Linked DNA regions of Rattus norvegicus: region 2 is linked to region 1. The links are chromatin contacts, called in public Hi-C maps. All regions are on one chromosome and are shown on one strand. Each heading gives the region's core, a stretch centred on a gene start, on an enhancer-like site or on the middle of the called end of the contact. The rest is flanking DNA. Distances are from core to core; before and after follow the strand shown.

Region 1 (5,641 bases), core at 340-2,839:
TCCTTCTGTCTGTGCTCATGCCCCCATCGATTCTCAGCCAATGCCAGTACAACCTCCCTCTCCCAAGCCTTCCAGCACCCTTGACTGACAGCTTCGATATTCATGGTACTTTTTCTTACAATGTTGTCAGGCTACAGTGTCACTGAGACTGGACTTTCATGGGACAGGGGTGGGTGGTATGACTTGAAAGTAAGGTTCTACTTTGCTTCTTTCCCACTGGTGCTCTTCAATGTGTGCGTAGCCTCACACGACGCAGACTTTCATCGAGAATCCTCAACAAGGGAGTCAGCACATCCCATCCCACTTCCTGTATTTGTGGGGGCTGTGAAAAACCAGCAAATATCCTAAGAGGTGTATGACTAATATTTAAAGTTGATAAGCATTCTAATCAACAAGATCTTATCCAAAAGCAACTTAGAGATGACAGGGCTTTTGGCTTATAACGCCAGGTTATAGCCCAGCATGCTGGGAAAGTCAAGGTCTGAACTGAAGCAGTCACAACGTGTCCATAGTCAAGAGTAAAGAGAGCATGAATTCATCCTTGCCTGCTTGCTCTCGGCTACCTTTCCTTAGTAGGGAATGGTACCTCTCACTGACTGGGTTTTCCCGATTAATAATTAGGACAATAATCTACAGCCATGTCCACGGGCCATCCTGATCAAGTCAGTTCCTGGGTTGATGTTCTCAGGCAATTCTGCATTGTGGCAAGATGACACTTAAAACGAATGGCCGCAATGAATAAAGCTAGGGAATGTTTAAATAAAATATCTGGATCCCTTCTCTGATGACTATAGCTCGTAAGGACTCATCCAGACCTTAGCAGCATAGCACTGGGCAGCTCTTGGTTCTCGGTCTCAGCTCACATCCTTCCCAGTTTCCCAGTCACTCTCCACTCTCCGTTCTTCACTCCATACCCAGGCAGATTCTGGTGTTCTTCTTCCTAGTACTTGACCTTCCCATCAACCCCAGGAGGGAATGGGGCAGGGTCACTCCCATATCCTGCAGATGCAGAAGTTGTCATTCAAGGTCTCATAGATTTTCCAGCTGTCCCATAGTTTCGGATGTTCAGGATTCAGTAAAATTCCTTCCTAATGGGGATGCTGCTGTTGTTGTTGCCACATGTTGTTTTATAGCTGTTTCCATGGACAGACAGACAGACAGACACACACACACCTGTGATGCTTCAGCATGTCCTCTGCTTTGTGCTTCTGGTCTTTTGCACAGGCTCACCCCTCTGTTTTGCCAGGCTGTCTCTCTCTCACCTTCCAGAGTCCTCATAGGTGCTATCTGCTCTCTTGGTTTCCTTAGCAGCACCCCTATCTGGCTGGGCTGGGTACCCCTCCTCCACAGCCAAGCATATTCCCTTAACCTTACAGTACTGCTTTGCCTTGTAATTATACATTACAATCTCTCCTCTGCCTCCAAACACCCAGTGTGTGAGGTCTGTTTCAACAGCCACTGCACAGGACAGCACCTTGTGACACGGCACGGGACTGCACTTCCTACATGCTGACCAGGTAAGGAAATGTCTCCCTTGTCCCTGCATCCAGATCTTCCTTGTGACCCTCTATTGCCACCTACTGGCCAATTGTTGCAATTACTCACAAATCTACATCTGATTATAGGGGTCATTGTGTGTATGTCCAACCTGTGGGACTGACAGTCAGCCTCGGACTTGATTCCAAACTGGAACCCAGACTGTTCTGCATTGTATGCCTCCCAAGCAGCTCCTGCCTCAAAGAGGCCTCACCTTCCCAGGAGTCTTTGGAATGTTTAGTGCTGAGGCTGGCAGGCTGTCTCAGGCTGAGGTGAGGGTCAGGCTGTCCATCCCTCTGCCTGGCTGGGAGTCAGAAGTCTGTCTCCTGCTGGGCCACACAGACTGCTGCCTTCTTGCTGGGGGTTGGGGGTGGGGATGGTGGTGGAAGGATGGGCTAAATCAGGCTGGAGCTGCCTCAGAACAGCCCTGTGTGGCAGAGAGAAGGGGAGGGATGGCATAGAATTCGAGATGCCTTGTGGGTGGAGGCCAGTGTCTCTGCTGTTGACTGGCTGCTCGACCGACCTTGGTTTAAACAGATGGATCCACGTTGTCCAATGGCTTTGTCTTCTACCAGCAGTCCCATCCCAGTGCCCTAATATGTCCACATTCACAGTTTCTTGAATAACTCTGCCAATCAACCAAATCCATGGTCCTGCCCTGTGAAAGGGGGTGGGAACACTGGATTCCAGGAGGTTTCTGTCTCTGTGGGTGGCCTCATATTTTACTGACACATTGAAGGCAGCAGGAAGGAGAATATTGCAAACTAGGCTGCCTGGGGCGGGAAATGCCTACTTTGGGGCCCCAGGATGTGGTGGCATGTGACAAAGATTTATGAGGAGTGGGCACTGCATTCTTTTCCTGCCTCAGGCAGGGAATGAGCACAGATGGGATCTACCTGTGTCAGAGCAGGGCTCCCGGACAGATCCATCCGACCATGGAGACAGTGAGGCCAGGCAGCATCTCTTACTGGATCCCAGAGTTTGAGGATTCTGCTAGCCCAGCCAGCCAGCTGGGATCCTCTTCCCACCTCCCTGAGTCCCGGAATGTAGCAGGGGCAGCATGGTCACTCATTCACCAGAGTCCCCAGGGTTTAACTCTGGTTCTCACACTTGTGCAGCAAGTGCTTTACCCAGCAAGCCAGGCCCATAGACCCAGGAAGCCTCTGCATGATTCAACCTGCAGCGCTGGACCATCTGCTCTGTGCAGAACCTTCAGGCTCCAAGGAGCCAACCAGGAAGACCACACAGGGCTCACTCCCTCCCAGGAGGCAGTGACACACAGATATGTGATAACCATCCGTGCAGCAGCATAGAGATCCAGCTTGGTCCAAAAGAAGCCCTCTGACCACAGGGAAGTGTTTCTTCCCACCTGTGCTTGTTCCCATCCACAAGTCCCCATACTGACTGCTGTGTTTCCACAGGCAGCCTCTGATTAAGCCAGTTTTTTGCATGGTAGTTAACTTCTGAGAGACCTTCAGAAAACCCAGCAGAAGAGTGGACAGGAATCCCCATCCCTTTTCTGCCATGGCAGATGATTCCCTCCTGCCAGGGAGCACATCAGAGGCTTCTACAGACCTTGGGGAGAGAGACATTAGGTAATGAGGCTGGCATCTGCCCAGAGACATGCCTTTCCAGGGGCCATGTTGTAACCAATGGGGTAAAGTCTGGGGACACAGCTTTGAAATCTCTATTGCCTAAGCAGAAGCAGGTCTCTAAGGGGTTCTAGAAAGAAGGTCACTGGGAGGGCCTGGGCTAGAAAGCCAGGCTGTGGAGGGTGAGGCAACACTTGCAACTAGGCTGTGGAATTCCTCAGAGAAGAACGAGGCAAGGGCATGATTCAGGTAAGACAAAGGCAAGAGGAGAAGAGCAAACGCTTGAGTTTGGAGCCTTCTCTAAGGGTTTCTAGAATAAGATCGTTGGGGCCTGAGCCCTTCATGACTTTCACAAATGAGTAGCCAAACCAAATTTGGGATCTTCTACACCATGGGAAACTCACCCTTTTCCCACCACCACTTGATCTCCGCCAGCTAACTGTACTCATACTGAGCCGCACGTGTGCCTGGCCTGCTCTGTTCATCAAGTTGAACTTCATCTCCATTTTCCATTGCTCCGTCAGTGGTCTTGTTTCTATTCACTGAAATCATGTAGTAAGCCCTCTGTTTTGATAGCTTCAAAGGTTGGTTTTCCATCACGATCAAAAAGCAGGTTCCTGGCTCCATTCTAGCCATTCAGAGTCCACTGTGGTAGGTGACAGTTTCTCTTGGCTTGCCTTGGATCCATTGAATGCTTGTCTAGTAGTGGTCCTTCCATTCGTATTGGTTCATGTCCTGACAGAACCAAGCCTCCCTCCTGTAGACAACATTGGTAGGTCTGTCAGAGAGTCTTCTCAAGAGAGAAGGAGTAGATGAAGCCAGGCTTAATATTGACCAAGAATTTGTTTTTTAAGTTGCAAAGGCAAATGAGGGTTGAGGTATGCATGTATGCTGTATGCAGATCTCTGGAAGGGTCTCACAGGTTGACGTTTCCTAGAATTCCAATCATTACCCATTCTTTTCCTAGTAAAACCTCATTTTACTTATGTTGGCCAAAGGTCCTTCTTTCCATGAGAAAGAACTTGACCTTATGCAACAAGTTCCGGGTGGTAGCTGGAAATAATCACTCTAAAAGGAACGCTCGTCAAGAGACATGGTCTTCACACATCACATGGTGGTATATCTAAGGAAACAGGTGCTCTGGGATGGAGGGTGCCCTTTACATTTGAGATCTCACGGCTCAGTCAAGCTCTTTAGAGAGACAGCAGAAAGGAAGAGATTTAGGGGGAAATTTTATCCACATTCGCTTCTGTTCAAAGACATTTTCCTTGTATCTTCTAGCTAGGTTCCAAGGGTGAAGCTTTCCCCCAAGATTCCACACGAGCAGGGTGGCGGCAACAATCTTTCTGTTTCCCCTTCCTCTGTCTCTACTCACAGAGGCTGGGTAGGAAGCTGCAGAGACACTGGCCCTTGGATTGGACAGCATGAAGACCTCACGAAGAAGGGTCAGCACTTGAAAAATTCTTCAAGTCAAAGGGCTAGGGGCTTGGGTGCCACACAAGGCCTTCACTGTGTGTGCACGCATTGTCTCCCTGATAAAAGGGGCCGGGCCTGGGAAAACTGAGCCGTCTCTAGGCAACAGAACTGGTTGATGGGGAATGTCCACGCCCCTCCCCTCTCCCTGGACACTAGGGCAGGGAGAAATACAGAGAAAGAAGGCAGAGGTATAGGACCAGTACTGAAGCCCTGCAGGTGGGGTCAGGTGGAATGTTTGAGTTAATAAATAAAGCAAATAAGAGGTGACACCCCTTTAATGAGACCCCCATCTTCAGTTCACTAGAAGCCCCTTACAGTCCTCCGCATACAACAGTTGGCTGATGCAATAGAGGGCTTTATGGTGCCAATGGGCATGAGTTGTTCCCCAGAGCCGGGGATCTACAGCAGAGCTGTGCGTCTATGCTTTAACCTTCTCCGTTTACTCTAGGCTCAGCTGATTGAGTTGGAGCTCTCTCTGTGACTCAGGAATGACTGCCAGTCTGCCAGGGCCTAGACACCCTTCCTCCAGGGCTTCTGGAAGCTGGCCCTGCAGCACAACCAGCTTAACTGAGAAGCATGCCAAGCAGCTTCCTTCCCCCTGGCTCCCAGGGCTATTATAGTCACAAGCAATTAGTAACTGCAATTAATAACAATTACCGTCCCAGGGCCTATTATGTCAGGGTGAGCCATGTACCCACTTCACCCGGGCCATTATCTTTACCCTGTAGCAAAGCTAGTCTGTAGTCCTGCCTGACAGAGGAGGAATGGGAGACTGGGAGGTTAGACTTGACTAAGGTCTCATAACTGAAAGGGAGGGTAGGGAGCTAGGAGTCTGGTTGGAGACAGTCCTCTGGGCTTATCTCTCTCCCTCGCTACTGCTGGTGATGTCAGAGAAAGCTGTGTTCTGAGGATGGGGCCCAGCAGGAGACCTAATTTGACTCCCCAAACAGAAAGCAAGGTGCTTCAGAGGCTAGCCTCTCGCTGTTTCACATTTACCTTCTTCCCTGAAGGGGGAAAATACTGGACACCCCTTGAAA
Region 2 (5,414 bases), core at 1,837-4,336, 170 kb before region 1:
TGAGGCAGATGGAAGCTAAGGAACCAGGGTTCACAACATGAACTCTGCTTTGCCTCTAGCGAGTGTGGGACACTGTGCCGGTTCTTTCTTCTGAACCTTATTTTTCTCCTGCTGAGTATGAACACCAACAGTCTTAGAGCAACTTTGTATCTTCTTGAGATGCCTAAGTAAATACCTCCCTGCAGATCTACCCTCTGAAATTCGATACATAGTAAGTGAACAAACTCTGACCTTCCCTAGAAAAGTTGCATCAGAGGGACTAGGTGAGCCGTGTATGTTTGAGGACAAGCCCGGTGTTGGCCGAAGCCTCTTCAGCTTGCCCCAGTTCTATAAATTTGCCATTGTTCTCAGTTATCAGAAGAGAACAGCAAAGCTAGCATCCTCATTCTTACCCAAGCTCCAGGGCCACTCAATCTCGCTCACTAAGTGGACTAGCAGAAGCAACCCTTACGTATTAGTCCAGTGGACAACCTAATGTCCAGATGGATGGCTGTAAGGTCTACCTGCTGGAGGGACCTACATGAGGACTCAAGGAGCACTGTCTTCTCTTTCTTGGGTCAGGACTAAGTTGATCTTGCAGAGGTGAGCAGAGAAGAGCATCTCGGCCTAGGCAGAAGAGAAGACTCCTGGCCAGAATGCTGTGTGTTCCCTGAAGCCCTCAAATTCTGGGCAAGCCAACATGGGAGAATCAAGGGGGGAAATAAACCTAAACTAGCACCTTTGAGGAAAGAAAATAATCAGAAGACACCCAGAGTTTTCATAAGGAAGTAGATGCCAGAACTAGACACACTTCAGATGTCCTCTCTGAGGAATCGGCTCTGTGACACGTAACAGAAAGTAGCTGCCTGGCACTTGTCTTGCATTCCAGAAAGGCTCTCTCTTGGAGGAAAAACAAATGGCACTTTGGACAAAATGGTCTCTCAATAGGAAAGCAGAGAGAGGCCTGTAGCCTGTAAGATATTTAACCCAAGGGGATTTGTCTGCAAACCCTTCTAAAGTCTTCCACATGACTGGCACGGTGCAAGGTTCAGCGAATCTCTCAAATTCCACCAACTATGTCCTCATTCAACCTAGTTCCTCAGCGTGGCCCCATCGTGCCCATGGCTCCAACCTCAAGTGACTGCCGGGGTATTATCCACACTCAAGTTTCTTGGGACTTTCCTAAGGCTAAAAAAGTAGTACTGGCCTCATCTGAGGCTTCAGCGTGTCAGGAAAGAAACAATATAACCATATTCCAGGAGATGGGGCTAGAAATGCAGTGAGGAGATCAAGGTACCCTGGAACAGAATTAAGGAGGGGAGGGGCCTCAAAGCCTAGCGGGACAAGACAGAAAGATGTGGGAGCTAGGCTCTCTTTTGTATAGCTAGAATACTTGGGTGGGAGATTCTTGGAAGCATTTGGCAGGCTGAGGCAGGGGGATTGAGAGTTCAAGGTCAGCCTGGACTACATAATGAGATCTGTCTCAAAATAACAGCGGTACCAACAGAAACAAAAGACACAAAACAATCTAAACAAGGGCAGTGCAGTCAGAAATAATGTTACCATGTTGCTCTCTGCTTCTGCATTAGAGAGTCTCTCTCTTGGGGATAATCTAAGGGGTTCCCTTGGATTTTCCTAATTTTTACAAGTTTTCAGCATTCTGCAGCTAAAATACAGGTCTCCTTTGAAATCAGCTGAGGTGTAAGGTGGCAGAGAGGGGAGAGAGATTATTATAAAAGTAATGTTGGTTAGAGGCAGCTGCAAGGATGGTGGGAGCATCCCCTTCCTGGGCCTGTTTCTTCAGCTGGAAGGTACACAGGACACCTGTCCTAGCTTTCCCTAACTAGAAGGAATCTGCAAATACGAGATGGAGTATGGAATCCTGCTTTTCAAAACAGATAGCATAGGGAGATGGAGTATGGAATCCTGCTTTTCAAAACAGATAGCATAGGCCAGGTGTGGTGCTGCACATCTCTAACTCCCTTAGAAGCCTGACACAGGATGATCTTGAGTTCAAGGTCAGCCTGGGCTGTGTCAGCAAGACTGTGTCTCAAAAAGGTAGAACAAAGTGTGAGTACACACCCATGCCCTCGCCCACTCCCATCCCCCCCCCAACCCGTGAAGATGTTACTTAAAATGGCTTGGTTGATAACATTCCTAATTTTACTGTTAGTCGTCTCTGATCTTGGATCTGGATCTACTTCACTTTTGGACTGCCTTACCTCAGGAAGTTCCTTACTGAAGGAGGAATTGCTGTCTGTCACCAGTGAGACCAGCTATCCTACTCCCCCTTTTCCCCTATATTCTGTCCTTCAAAGAAGACCCAGGCCTTTGCACTTGATGTTCTTGCATGATGTCACTCCTTTTACTGTCCCACAGAAAGCAACACCCTCTTAGTCATTCTAACCTAGGTCTACAACTATTCTAGTTTCCTCATCGTACTAGCACAGTCATCCTGATTGCAAGGGCTTGCTTGGCGTCCAGAACAGTGTTTGTTGAATAATTCCACAGATAAATTTACCCCCAGTGACAATTACCATAGCGGTCCCACAAAGGCAGAGGTGTATGTGTTGGGGGTGGGGAGGTGGGTAAAACGGATGCCATCTGCTCAAGGGTTTCCTCTTACTCCCTGCTCTCTCTCTCTCTCTAGGAAAGATAAGAAGGGGAAATTTTCTTTGAGGCTTCCCTCTTGACTTTTTCAGGAGGCCTGATCAAGACTTCAGGGCGCGGGCCACCTAGGGCCCTTGAAAGGGTTGTGCAGGCAGGCTGGGTGGCTGGGATTGGATCCTTGTTTGGGTCGAAAGCGCAAAGAGGGCCGGTGGGCGTAGGGTGAAGGGGCCGTGGGACGCCGCTGCAGCGCATACTGGCCCAGGACGCGCCCAGCCCACCCACTCGCGTGCCCACAACTGCATTATTCCCTAAAAGGATCTGAACGGTCCGGGCCGGCTCCGCCCTGTCGCCCCGCGCCCCCCGGCCCCGCCCCCTTTTTGGAGGGCCGATGAGGTAATGCGGCGCTGCCATTGGTCAGAGGGGGCGGACCCCGCGCTCCCGAGGGGCTGGGTCCCCTCGCGCCCCTATATCACTCTGCAGCCCTGGACTCTTGCTCACAGTGGGCAGCGGGCAGCCGCCAGCGCCAAGGAGCTTCTTCTCTTGCTTCTCCGCTTCCCGATCCTTCTCCCGGAGGCCACTCACTGGCTCCGCGGACTCGTGCGCCAGACACCCTTGGCCACTTGGTCACATCCCGCCGGGCTACTTGGAAGGCACTTCCCCGGAGCTCAAAGTTGCCCACCGTGCACAGTGCACGGTTAAACCCGGCGAGTGAGCTCGGACTGCAGCACCGGCGCTAGCGCTCGGCAACTTTGAGGAAAAGAGCGGCAGTCCCCGCAGCGGACCACAGCAGCTACCATGACTCCCTGGCTTGGGCTTGTCCTGCTCCTGAGCTGCTGGAGCCTTGGGCACTGGGGAACGGAAGCGTGCACATGCTCGCCCAGCCATCCCCAGGATGCCTTCTGCAACTCCGACATCGGTAAGCGCTCTGGGAGGCCCCGGAGCAAGTTGCACGCCGCAGCGGGAGACTCAGTTTCCCTGGGCGGGGACTCTATGTACAGAAATGCCTTGCAGACGGAACCCAACCGGTGGCCTAGTGATGGTCTCTGGCGGGCGGGCGGGCGTGAACTAGGTCCCTGCTTGACATCTAGAAATTTTCTCCATTGGCTTGAAAGGAAAAAGAGTTGGAGGAGGAGGGTGAGAGAAGGTTCTGAAAAGTTGGAACTCCAACTGAAGTTCTGGGACCTCGAGTACGCTTTTCAAGTTGCTCGATTGTGCGGGTGGAGTTGCGAGAGAAAACTAGCGTTTAGAGATTGCTTATCTCCTGCGCCCTTGAACTTCGTTCTTTTCCTTGAGATCCAACCCAGCCTAGCTGCAGGCTCTCCCAGCAAGTGCTAATGGAGCTTCTGGCCTGCCAATGCCAAGTTTGGGTGGCTGGAACTGGGGGAGGGGGAGATGAAAAAAAAAAAAAGAGAGAAGAAAACTGTGGGGTTGCCCTCCTCCCTGGGAGTACTGTTGATAGTTGGCCTGAGGTGACTGTGGGGGAATCACTTACCATACAGCTGTGAAAATTCACAGGAAGTTTTTTTTCTTTCCCTGAATGTATGTGAGGAGGGAGAGCTTAAGGAGAAAGCAGATTTGTCACCCAAAGAGCAAAGATGCCCAAGGTCTCATCACTTGAGGTGATGGGCTCAAAGAGACTGTGCTGGTTAGAGAGACTTGATAAGAAGTGGAACCCACAGTCCGGAGTGCCTGAGGAGTGTTGGAGGAATTAGTGTTTGGAGGGCCCCAGGAGGAGCAGAAGCTGGAAACTCTGTTCTCCAGCTCTTAAAGCTCTCGGGTCCAATGTCCCTGCTGTGTGTTTGCTGGGCAGGGGCGGGGGACACGAGGCCGCACTTGGCCAGTGTGGATTCAGTAAAGAATGGAGTGTGTGTGTTTTAAGTTTAGTCATAAAGGAGAAGGAAATTTTCCACTGGGTCTTGAGTGAGGGATTCTACTCTGCAAGTGTGTTGTGACGAGGAGGGGGAGGGGTGGCGACCTGGCAGGAGAGAAAACCGTGGTTGGAGAGGCACTGCTGGTGGGTCAGGCCAGCCTAGGGGGAAATCTGGGAGGTGGCTGTGGTGGTCAGGTCAGTCCACTTGGCAGCCCCAGGGTGTTTGTGTGACCTGCGGTCACCCCTCTTGGAGGTTTCCTAGAACCCGAGGACACCCACCCTTTCCTGTCCCTGGGGCAGAACCCCTGGCTTTAAGGGTTGCTTGGAAGCGTCCTTTTTTGGATTGCTGGAGGGCTGGGAAAGTTTTCTCCCTTCTCCCCTGAGTGCCCCCACCCAGATTCCTCTTGGCTTTTCCTCTCAGCAGTCAGTGACTTTCTCCACTAGTTCGTGCTGTCTGGTTTTTGCTCAGCCTAGAGCGTAGTCCTGACCTGTGGGGGAGCAGGTGGAATCTGGGTGTGCAGACTAGGGCCCAAGTTCTTTTCAGCCGCACAATGGGTTGGGTGTGTTCAGTTTGGTTCCCTAGTGTGAGTAGGGAAGAGAGGGTTCTTCTCCTCTCTATCCTAGATGCCTTTCGGCTCTGAGGTGTCTACCTTGACAACATAAGCCAGGAGTGCTCTCCTGGAGTCAGCTGATTGCTTCTGTAAGGGTCCTACTGTTGGTCAGCACTGACCAAGTTTCTTGTCATTTCTATGGGTTTATTCAAGAAACAGCTTATTTTCTCCCTCTTAATACGCTTCCTAGAAAAAAAGTTAAATTACCAAGAAACATGCCAAATCCAGAATATAGTAGTAGCCAAAGGGGAGGGGGGATCCTTGTTCTGGCAGGAATCCAGACTTACTAACCCTTGGTTTGGTGCACTGCACAGAGATGAGATAATGCTTTTAAAAATGGGAGG

What was found. A called contact is a pair of places that touch in the nucleus more often than the background predicts.
Region 2: a Hi-C map of the A7r5 cell line shows a contact between it and region 1, with 7 times the contacts expected there. The contact joins the promoter of Timp3 here to the enhancer-like site in region 1. A contact is called at or near these places in 9 of 12 Hi-C or Micro-C datasets (the A7r5 cell line, frontal cortex, kidney and 4 more) and 1 of 1 datasets of contacts at active chromatin or transcription factors (oligodendrocytes).

Annotation. Positions count from the first base shown.
Region 1 is chr7:19,287,944-19,293,584 of GRCr8, reverse strand. All of the region lies in intron 2 of Syn3 (synapsin III), which reads right to left. Among named protein-coding and RNA genes, the nearest start is that of Syn3, 27 kb to the right of the region's middle. Within about 2 kb of position 1,589, at least 12 of the 93 cell types and tissues checked have an H3K27ac peak or open chromatin away from gene starts, as enhancers often do. A contact at or near this core is called in the A7r5 cell line, where this site is marked.
Region 2 is chr7:19,457,230-19,462,643 of GRCr8, reverse strand. It overlaps Timp3 (TIMP metallopeptidase inhibitor 3), which reads left to right and starts at 3,086. Exons shown (of 5, transcript NM_012886.3): 1 at 3,086-3,505. The coding sequence starts at 3,385. The region is part of intron 6 of Syn3 (synapsin III); the gene reads right to left.